Linked DNA regions of Zea mays: all the other regions are linked to region 1. A link is a contact called in public Hi-C data. All regions are on one chromosome and are shown on one strand. Each heading gives the region's core, a stretch centred on a gene start, on an enhancer-like site or on the middle of the called end of the contact. The rest is flanking DNA. Distances are from core to core; before and after follow the strand shown. Region 1 holds the start of LOC103649680. Region 2 holds the start of LOC100277712. Region 3 holds the start of LOC100281408 (boron transporter-like protein 2).

Evidence for each region. Hi-C and Micro-C count contacts between places; a contact is called where the count stands out from the background.
Region 2: a contact with region 1 is called in a Hi-C map of tassel, with 4 times the contacts expected there. The contact joins the promoter of LOC100277712 here to the promoter of LOC103649680 in region 1. A contact is called at or near these places in 5 of 25 Hi-C or Micro-C datasets (bundle sheath, ear, endosperm and 2 more).
Region 3: a Hi-C map of ear shows a contact between it and region 1, with 5 times the contacts expected there. The contact joins the promoter of LOC100281408 here to the promoter of LOC103649680 in region 1. A contact is called at or near these places in 11 of 25 Hi-C or Micro-C datasets (bundle sheath, ear, endosperm and 3 more) and 1 of 3 datasets of contacts at active chromatin or transcription factors (leaf).

What each region holds. Positions count from the first base shown.
Region 1 is chr3:10,684,745-10,688,327 of Zm-B73-REFERENCE-NAM-5.0, reverse strand. It overlaps LOC103649680, which reads left to right and starts at 1,859. Exons shown (of 3, transcript XM_020550664.3): 1 at 1,859-2,346; 2 at 2,456-2,668; 3 at 2,776-3,172. The coding sequence starts at 2,284. The coding sequence ends at 2,880.
Region 2 is chr3:11,033,754-11,037,336 of Zm-B73-REFERENCE-NAM-5.0, reverse strand. LOC100277712 reads right to left here and starts at 1,780. Exons shown (of 1, transcript NM_001371599.1): 1 at 1,003-1,780. The coding sequence starts at 1,690. The coding sequence ends at 1,331.
Region 3 is chr3:10,950,771-10,954,353 of Zm-B73-REFERENCE-NAM-5.0, reverse strand. LOC100281408 (boron transporter-like protein 2) reads right to left here and starts at 2,019. Exons shown (of 14, transcript NM_001365686.1): 1 at 1,837-2,019; 2 at 24-127. The coding sequence starts at 127. It overlaps LOC109944952, which reads right to left. Exons shown (of 4, transcript XM_020550709.1): 4 at 3,474-3,480. The coding sequence ends at 3,474.

The DNA of each region.
Region 1 (3,583 bases), core at 610-3,109:
CCGCATCCGTCATTGGTGGAGGATTCGGGGGAGGAGGAACCCAACGCTTAAAACGCTCATGACTAGTCCTTCCACACAACCAATTAGCGAAAAGAAGAGGATCAAATTTATCAGCACTGTCGATCCACTAGAAAAAGAAACACCTCAGCTGCTCCTATAAAAATGGAATGAAGCATTAGTACATATTTAGTAAACAATATTAACTCACAAGTCATAAGCTATGTACGCTAAAACCGCCACAAAGGTAGAAGCAGCGAGCAGCCGTGTCTGGATGTTTGGATTGACATACCCAAGCCGGTCTATCACAGTCACATTTAGGCACAGGAAGATCAGGAGGAATAGGAGCATCCTTACTAGATACATCTGGATATAACTCCCTAGGACGACCTCTCTTCTGCCACAATGCCTCCCGGTACATGTCTTTCATCTAAGAAACGATTATTTATTAACACAATTATCTAAACTAATATATCCTAGGAGCAACAATCAAAATTGTAGTCATCATATGAACTATATATCCTAGGAGCAACAATCAAAACTAATAATCGAAAAATTACAACATAATATACAAAACAAATCAGTGAGACACCATACCTTGGTATACAAAGTATTCCAACTCGAATCTGGCCGTTTTTTAAGATGATTTGAATGGAGGCGAAGTTGAGAAATGAGGAGGACGTCCCTCTCGGCCAGCAGAACGGACGATTTATAAGACTTCCTAGCTCGGCGCCAAAATCTGTGGCGTCAAGCTAGGAGGGTCACGTCAGCGCCACGCCAGCCCTAGCCACCGCGAGCCACCACCACCACGTCAAAGCTCGGCGCATAGCCTATGGCGCCGAGCTGTGTTACCTCGGCGTCGTAGCTGATGGCGCTGAGCTTCGGGTCCAAATCCTGAAATAAGTCATCTATGTGTCTAATGTAAATTTTTGTTAGAAAAAAGATTAAAAAACAAAAAAATCGGTCCGATCGGTCTCCCCCATCACGGTACTCTCCATCCTGACGGCCGCTTCCTCCATCCTACCTGGCCAAACGGGCCGCCCGGCCCGACCCGGGCCCGGTGAAGCCTGACTCGTTTTGGGCCTAGCCCGCCAAACACGGTTAGAAAATTGGGTCGGGCCATCTAAGCATGCGGGCTCGTTTCTCTGTCCGAGCACGGCCCACAGCGGGCCTAAACGGGTCGGACCAGCCCGGTAAGCACGGAAAAAGCGAGCCGAAAAACGGACTAAGCGGGCCAGTAAGCACAGTTTAGTGCAAAAAATCAGGCTTAGAGGTAAACGGGCCGGTAAGCACAGTTTCCTGTTCGAGCCCGGCCCCACATAGAACTAGATGTGCTGGGCTTAGATTGGACCCAAATAAAGGGCTTCGTGCTGGGCTCGCGGCCGCCCATTCATCCATCCCTTTGCCCCCTTCCCTGCTGCTTTCTCCAACCCGCCTCCACGCATCTAGGGATGAAAGTGGTAATCCGAACTGTTAGAACAAATTTAATATTTTAAAATAGATATATATAAAATTTGATGTTGATCTTTTCTTATGTTATCAAGCACATTAGTACAAATATGAATAAAATATTATATAAGTTGTTTTATATATTATTTGCTCCCTACAACACAAAAAGTTAAAAAAATTACCGAATTTGTTTCCGAATCCATACCGAAGTTTATATCTATTATTTGAGAAAATGTAGGATGAATTTAAGATTTATCTTTTATGAATCTTAACAAGCTGGATGTTAAAAACAAGAATACAAATTTATATTGTATATTCTATATCATATTTATTCGCAATCAAAGAAAAAACTGATTACCGAATAAATACCGTTTCCGACCGTTTTCATCCCTAACGCATCTAACGAGGACGCCGACATTCTGCCCATTGTCTCCATCATGCGTGCCCATACTGCCAGCCTCTCCCTCCATAGATGACCTCAACAACGAGGAAAACCTGGCTCGACATTGAAGTATAGGAGCACCTTGAGGCGAGGGTTGGATTTCAACTCGTTCTTGGAAGACGAAGAAAGAGCGCTCGTACCGACACCGGCTTCAGATGGTGAGCTCACGGGCACAGGAGGGCTCAGCACCACCACTGGCATGCGGACAGGGGGGCGCGACGTCGCAAGCTCCAGCATGGGCCGCGATAGGGCTGGGCCTGGACTCGCCACCGCGAGCCTCGACATGGTGAGCACTGGGCGCGGCCTCACCACCGCGAGCACTACGCGCGACAGAGCACGAAGTCGGAATAGTAGCGTTGTGTGCAACATTGGCTCTTTGTCCGCAGGGCGCGGCAATGGCGCCACGATCGCAGGGCCCGGTGTCACCACACCGAATGAAGCTACGGCTCATGTGGCAGGTGTGCTGTAGATGTTCGATAAAATGCTCACTAGTGTCTTGTGTTAGGTCTACATGTTCTTCTGAACCCCACTTGTTTGTTAAAATGTTAACACAATCTTACTTTGTAGACGTTATTTTCGATGGAGTACCACAGTCCGAGAAAGGATCCGGACGTGGAAAGTGGCCATCACAAGGTTCGCAAGGGTCTGTTCGTTTTATTCGTGGCCACGAACATGGGAGCGCCCTGCGCCTACAAGCCTCCACGATCTAATTTAATTGATGTGGGCGATTCGCAACCCAACGAAGAGGAACAACATGCTGAACCACTAATTGAAAACAATGTAAATTTCTTCCCACTATTTTTTTCTATTGTACTCCAGGACGTTAACTGTGTATATGTTTTAAATTCCTAAACTTTATTTGCATGCATGTTTTTAATTTTGAGTAGAATGAAGTTATGACAAAGCAGCTTGGACTTTTGAGAACACTAGAGGGTTTTGTGAAATTTGTATCCAAGAAATCAATGCTGGTAATAGGTCGAATGACATCATGACTACCCGTGGTCACAACAACATAGCTGAAAAGTACAAGATAGCAACATGACTGCACCATTCAAGGCTTCAATTGAAGAATAAATTGGACTTACTGAAAGGTCGACATGAATAATATTCGAGATCAAATTGCTGCATTGTTTGCTAGAAGACTGTAATTTTATTTATATATACTTTCTTTTGGCCAAATAAGATGTACCAACTGGCACAATTCTATTTTCGTATCTTTAAATGTATGATCGTTACAATGCCATAATTGCAAAAAATCAAATAAACAAATAAGGGCATTTTTTATTTTGTGTCTTAGATAAGACTAATCTACGTTTTTATAATTTAGGCTACGAAACAACTATATATAGACTACGAAATAGTTAAATAAGTTACTTTATTGAGTGGATTCAAACTGTCTAAAATAAAGAGATCCAAACGGGGCGTAAGCTGAAACAAATAGAACCAAAGAAGCTATACGTTGTCTAGCCAACTTAAAGTGATTATTCGGCGTTTGAAAGCGATAAGGCCAGTTGGGTGTGCGTGTGTGCGGTGGAGGTGGGGGGTTCGTCACTGGGGAGGTATTGAGGATGCCTTGGCTATCTTTCAGTTTCAGCTACTTTCAAGTTGAGATGTTGTCAAAGCACCAACGACCTGTACGCTGAGATGTTGTCAAAGCACCAACGACCTGTAGCAAATGTGTCTGAAACTACTACT
Region 2 (3,583 bases), core at 531-3,030, 350 kb before region 1:
TGTACATGAGAATGAAAATGAGCTTTGTGGGGAGGGGAGAATGAGAAAGAAAACAGTGAATGATGACTGAACATGAGAATGAATTGTGCGCGGAGGGAGGAATCGGAAAGGCAGAACAGAGAATGGTGATAATGGACTGTGCGGGGAGGGAGAAATCTGAAAGGTAGAACAGGAAATGGGAATGACAGAACATAGAATAACAGCCTATCTCTTACTGCCTTAATAAGTAGTAGAGGTATAAGGTGTAACCAATTTTATTCTAGTCTATAAAATAAGGCAGACTCTCTCTTTAAACACGTATACATCAATACAATAGTACCAACGTTAGAGAGAATTAAAGACATCCCTAACATGTTCGCTTGACTTCAATCTATACCGGCTTCTACAGCTTATACGGTGTTTTTGTCTCTACGAGTTTAACTGTAACAATCGACTTTAATCCGAAGTGAATAGATAAACCTGGACGAGAGAATCGATTTTAATCCGAAGCGAACTGATAAACCAGGACGAGAGAAGTCCATTGGCTAGTTTAATCCAGTTAAAATCAATTAATAGTTAGTCAGTTTGCACTTGAATGTTTTAGTCATTTAACTATTAGTTACCATGCATCAAACCGGCAATCCACCGGAGTAGTTTTTATACGCGGACGTCAGTTTCAGGGACGGAGGTTTGGCAGTACGGGGGCGTGAAGCGTTGCCGTGCCTGATTGGTGCGGATGTGCGACGTGACTGGGATAACAGACACACTCGGACTCGGACGAAAAATCTTGCGAGGCTTGACGGGGACAGGATTCACAGCTGACTTCGGTGCGTGCCGAAAGGGACACGACAGCCATTGGGGAAGCTCTGCCTCTCTCTCTCTCTCTCACTGACGCTTCGTGTTGATGACGAATGATGCAGGACATGGTCGGATGTGATTCTAATAAAATTTTAGGACTCCAAGCATGCCCTTGAGTACTTTGCAGGCAGTTTGCAGAGGATCGAAAAGAAGATGTGTTTGCTGTTGCAGTACAAGAGGAAAACACATACGTATTAATTTACCAAGTCAAACCGAAAACATCACCACTCCATAACATTTAGCGCAAGAACTAATGGTACACAGCTACATGAACATATATCTCTACTGGGTCGCAGCCGATCGAGTCGGGTCGGGAGGGACACCATCCTAATACTAGTCCCCCTCCTCCATCTCCATCTCCATCTCCTCCGCAGCAACACCGGCACTCGCCACGCTATTCATTTTTTTTTAACAAGGACGGACGGAAGCTGGAAAGGTTCAAGCACACGCACGTATGTACAGACACGGGCTGCCACGGCGATCTGGCCGGCGGCTAGGGCCTGGCGTCGGGCGCGGCGGAGGCGAGGCGGGACGCGATGGCGGAGTGGTACATGGCGTCGTGGAAGCTCTCCGTCTCCATCATCTGCACGCGCAGCCGCCGCGCCTTGTCCTCCGTCAGCACGCCGAACCGCCTGGCCGAGGCCGAGGCCGAGGCCGGCCCCCGCGGCAGAGGCTCGTCCTCGGACGCCGGCCGCGCGTCGATGTAGTCCGGCTGCCCGGACCACCCCAGCAGCGGCGCCCACCACTTGGCGCCGTCGCCGACGGGGCGCGCCCTCGCCGTGGCAGAGCAAGCGCAGGGCCGGGCCGGAGCCGGCGGGCGGACGGAGAAGACCATCCCTGATGACACTGCCATGGATGGAAGTTCTGGATTCGGACGAGAAAGAGGTTTGAGGCTGACTGTGTGTTGAGTTTGCGACCTGCGGGTGGATTGGGATTGGGATTGGGATTGGGATTGCAAAGGTGGTGGTGGCCTGGGGGGATTATAAAGCGTGCGACAAGAACGGAGGGGCCGAGCCCAACGAGTGGATAAGGTTTCGTGCAGGCCAGGCGAGCGGGGCCGCGGCATGCGTCGTGCGGTGCGCTTTTTCTCGAGCGCGGGCCGTCGCTTTTAGAGCATGTATTTCAACTATCAAGGGCTAAATGAAAAAACAAAGACGGGGTTTTATAAGTTTAGAAACGGTTCTAGTCATACAATCAACACAAATAAGCTAGTCATATAATCAACACAAATAAATCGTATTTTGAGAGGTTCTATTATAAAAAAAATATAAGACTTAAATACATTAGATTATATAACAAGGTTTTTACGTATATTTAATGCTCAGAGAACTATAACCTAGTATCTTACACATGTCCTGGGTTGGGCCGATCGGGATGGGGCCGGCTTTTTTCTTGCTTTTCGGACAACTTCGCTGGGACGGTGGCTCGCTCTGCGGCTTCTCTGCCGTCGGGTTCGGGGTCCGTTTCAAATACGCGGGCGGCGGGCACACCGCCTTTTTTTTTACTCTTTAGATCGTTTTTAAAAGGAAATTTGAAATTAATCCCATCAAAATTTTATTTCCAAATCAAGGTGTCGCTAATGTATACTGTCAAAAAAAAACTATGCCACATCGGTCAACGTCCTACTGACTAAGAGCATCTCCAACAACGTGATCTATAAAAATATCTTATAATTTAAAAATAAGTATATTTTATAGAATTTAGGGCACCAACAAAACACCCTGCTCCAACAGTAAAGCTTCACATCTAGATTATAGGGCAGCCCACTACGGTGTAGTATATTTGAGTCACTTGAGAGGGTGTTATATAGTTTTTTGACAAAATTTTATGAAATAAGACACTGTTGGAGTAGTTTTCTCTATGTAGAGCCCTATATTTCAATTTTAGTCACTAGTTTGAGGCATTATTGGAGATGCTCTTAACGAGGTGTTGGGGACGGCTTTAATGCAGGAAATCCAGCTCCAATCCAACTTATTTCAATCAAACATCGCCGACTCCACAAAAATGTGAATCTACCTATTAGCTCCACATTTTTTGGTGGAACCTTAAAAAAGTGCTACAGAAATCTTTATTTTATAATTTGTCAAAGAGTTATACGGTAATTACCTATTGCCATCCATTACACAACTCTCTCCTAGGTAGTGTTCGAGGAAAAAAAAGATCGGTTCCACCCCCATCTTGTGGACGTCCCCAGCAACACCTCCCATTAACCGTCGCGAACTGGCACTCCTGCCTCCCATCACCCCTCATGCACCAGCCTCGTGCGATGCTCGGTCACTCCAACACCAACGCCTCGTGCGTCGCTCGCCCCCTTCCGCCCCACCCTCCTTGGCAAGTATGTGCGTGATGGAAAAGAGATGGGGCTAGAAAAGATGACATATAGGTCCAAAAATAGGGGCAATAATGGTGATTTGTCTTGTAATCAGTATTTTTAGAGATGAGGGCATCGTCTTAGGCTCCTAGCCAAACACCTCTTTCGAATAGCTCCAATTCCATGTGAAACTTTGACATGCTCTAGGTGAAAGTCGCCTAGAGACAGGTGAATAGGCGGAATCTGAAAATTACAAACTTAAGCACAACTACAAGTCGGGTTAGCGTTAGAAATATAAGCGAGTCCAAAAGAGAGGGCGAAAACAAATCAACCAAGGAAATAGAGCAGATGACACGGTGATTTGTTTTACCGAGGTTCGGTTCTTGCGAACCTACTCCCCGTTGAGGTGGTCACAAAGACCAGGTCTCTTTCAAC
Region 3 (3,583 bases), core at 770-3,269, 270 kb before region 1:
TCCTTCCTTTAGACGAAACTGACCTAAAGCCAGAGTGGAGTCCTGCAACCCAATCATGCTTGTACCAAGTGGCCCTTCCTTTGATATCAGTGACAACTCCCTTGAAGGGGTGTCTCAGTAGATCCATCTGAGTGAGGAAACACAACATCATATTTAATAGTAATAAAACGGAGGCCTAAATAGAAAAAAAGTGATATTAGCCTTAACATCGGGTTATCCACAAACAAGGTAGGCTCTTTTTTAGGGGAATAGAGCATTGGAGCCAATCACTACCAAAATAGCATAGCTGTCCATGAAAAAAAAGGCAATCCGGACAAACTTCGATATGAGAAGTTAAAGCCATCATATGCGTCTTGTGTTAACTTATATAATGTATGTAATGCGAGGTTCTGATTTTCTTCGTGCAACAACTTTTTAAATAACCGTTCGAACAATTTAATCCAGCAGCTATACCAAAACTAGTGCAAAATGCTCTGATGAACTAGAATTAGAGCACTAAAAACTGTTCCGGCGGAAAAATTGCAGCTCACAGTCTGGTCCAAGAGGTCCCCTCCACGGGTGGGACCCAGTCCTAACGCAGAGCAAGGAACGAACGAACGCACGGATCGATTTTTCCACGACGACTTTTAAGGAGAAATAACAGCTGTGCGCGATGCACGTCCAGAACCGGTCAAACAAATAAGTAAAAGAAGACTTCTACAAGAAAAAGGCACGCGACGCACGGGTGTGTGCGACGAATTTTCTAGCGAATACAAGCAGAAGCAGTGGAAAAACAAGGAGCACGAGATTCGGATGCTGGAGCCGTTTAAAAAAACACCACATAAACAGAAAATCGCTGAGGCGATCGTCGGAGACAGCCGCGAAAACCTCTGCAAATCCCCCACTCCCAGGGGGGAAAAAATCAATCTCCGGATGGTCGGAGTGAAACCACACACACCGGCGTTGGTTCTAAAAACACGCACATACACACATAGTGCAAGCATGAGCCAGTCGTCATGCATGGACGCATGCACACACACACACACACCGCTGAGAGAGAGAGAGAGAGAGAGAGAGAGAGAGAGAGAGAGAGAGAGAGAGAGAGAGAGAGAGAGAGAGAGAGAGAGAGAGAGAGAGAGAGAGAGAGAGAGAGAGAGAGAGAGAGAGAGAGAGAGAGAGAGAGAGAGAGAGAGAGAGAGAGAGAGAGAGAGAGAGAGAGAGAGAGAGAGAGAGAGAGAGAGAGAGAGAGAGAGAGAGAGAGAGAGAGAGAGAGAGAGAGAGAGAGAGAGAGAGAGAGAGAGAGAGAGAGAGAGAGAGAGAGAGAGAGAGAGAGAGAGAGAGAGAGAGAGAGAGAGAGAGAGAGAGAGAGAGAGAGAGAGAGAGAGAGAGAGAGAGAGAGAGAGAGAGAGAGAGAGAGAGAGAGAGAGAGAGAGAGAGAGAGAGAGAGAGAGAGAGAGAGAGAGAGAGAGAGAGAGAGAGAGAGAGAGAGAGAGAGAGAGAGAGAGAGAGAGAGAGAGAGAGAGAGAGAGAGAGAGAGAGAGAGAGAGAGAGAGAGAGAGAGAGAGAGAGAGAGAGAGAGAGAGAGAGAGAGAGAGAGAGAGAGAGAGAGAGAGAGAGAGAGAGAGAGAGAGAGAGAGAGAGAGAGAGAGAGAGAGAGAGAGAGAGAGAGAGAGAGAGAGAGAGGGAGGGAGGGAGGGAGAGGGAGGGAGGGAGAGGAGGCGACGCCAGAAGAACAGTCTGGGGACACCATGAGTAACTCTCCGAATCTGCAGACATCGACGCGGCATCCGGCGACGAGGTAACGCGCACATGGACCGAACCGAACCCACCCGATCGGGCAGTAGATCGAAGCCGTACCGTGTTCGAAGCGGCGCGGCGGCGGCGGCGGAGGTGAATTGACGAGGGAGTTGAGGCGGCGGAGCGTTTGGATCCGCAATGGCGCGCGCGCGCGCGCGCGCGTTCTCCTCTCCTCGGGGCGGCGCGGAGCCCTAGGCAGGGGGGCGAGGGCGAGGGCGAGGGCGCGGCGTGGGCTTTGTCGAGGTAGAGTCTCGCCCGGATGCCGGTATTTATGTGTGAGCCGAGAAGAGAAGGCAAGGCAGGCAGCCGAGCGCGGCGAGGGAGGAGGACGCGCTCTCGAGTCTCGATCAATGCTGCCTGGCGTCTCGTCTCGCTCACTGTCGAGTTTGGGCTGGGCCGCAGCCCGCAGGTGCGACCCTTGTCCGTCTTGGCTGCCTCACGAGTGGAGCCGCCCGCAAGTGACACTTGGAAGGGGCCCACCGCTGGCGATCCGCAGGGGGGGGTCCACCCGGCACGTGGCGTGGAGGAGCGCGCCTGTGCCTGGCCTGGCCGCAGTCCGGACTCCGGACCGCACCGGCAGCGGCGGCTGAGGCCCCGTGACGGAGAGCCAAAGGTCAACGGCTTCCCGTCCCATGTTTCATAGTACTCACACACACACACACATGTGAGCACCCTTCTGGTCGATACGTACACAAGCGCGCCATATCACATCCGCACCTTTCAGGGCCGCTACTAACAGGCTAGCAACAGCACCGTATCCCGGAGGGAGATGGGTGCAGTGCAGGCCGAGGTCGGGGTCGGGGTCTCCCGTACGACGGTGCCTGTCGCTGCAACAAAAAACTGCCTATCTATCACCCACCGAGAAAATGCCACGGCACCACCAGTCCTGCAGTCCAAGTACGTACCACACACGTCCACGTACGACGCGATCCTCCCGCGGCCGAGCGTAAAATTCCCTTCAGACCTTGGAAGCTCATGGCCCATCACTACTAGTTTCTTGTGACGGCAGGGTTGGAGCTGCAGCAACAAATAATATTATTACGTCGATAATGATTGCAATCTTTAGGTTGACATCATTCGTTTCGGACCGAACCAAAGTCAACTCGAACAATTTTACGTCACACGTGAGCCAACGTTCATAGTAACTCCTCTCACACTTAATCGAAGGGACCCGATCTATCTCCAGTTGCGGTCACCTACCCCGTCTCTAAGCCAACCCGGCCTCATCGTCATAATAGCGTTACCATCCAACACCGGTTTTTTTGTTCAATTTAGCCGTTAGGTTGATCTCATTCGGCCCCGTTGATAAATTTTAAAATTACGGTCAAGGGACCAGCTTTCAACTCCCACGCACTAACCGGGACGCAACACAGTCTGGTGCTGCACAGGAAACAGCCACCCAGGTTACATACCACCGATGGGGGCAAAACTTGCTATACTTCTTCCCCGTCTGGTGCTGCCCGGTGGGGTTTAAGCGCCCTGTGATCGTTTGGTTGTCAGGGTGTCCAGTGACTCTACTAACACATCTCTCTTCAAATGTATAAATGAACAAATGTATAAATGAACGTATAAATAGAATAACAGATTAGTAATAAAAAGAAAGTAGGGCTGGACGTTTGAACACATATATATTCTAAATTTTTATAAACCAGTGAATTATGAGAGTGTGTACATATGTATCAGATCCACAATATATATTAGAACCTGCATACATATTGATGGAACAAGCAGAACAGTTCTTAACTCCATACAAATTGTGGTTCCAGTAAAAATTCCAGAGAACTTGAAAATTCAGAATAGCGCCTAC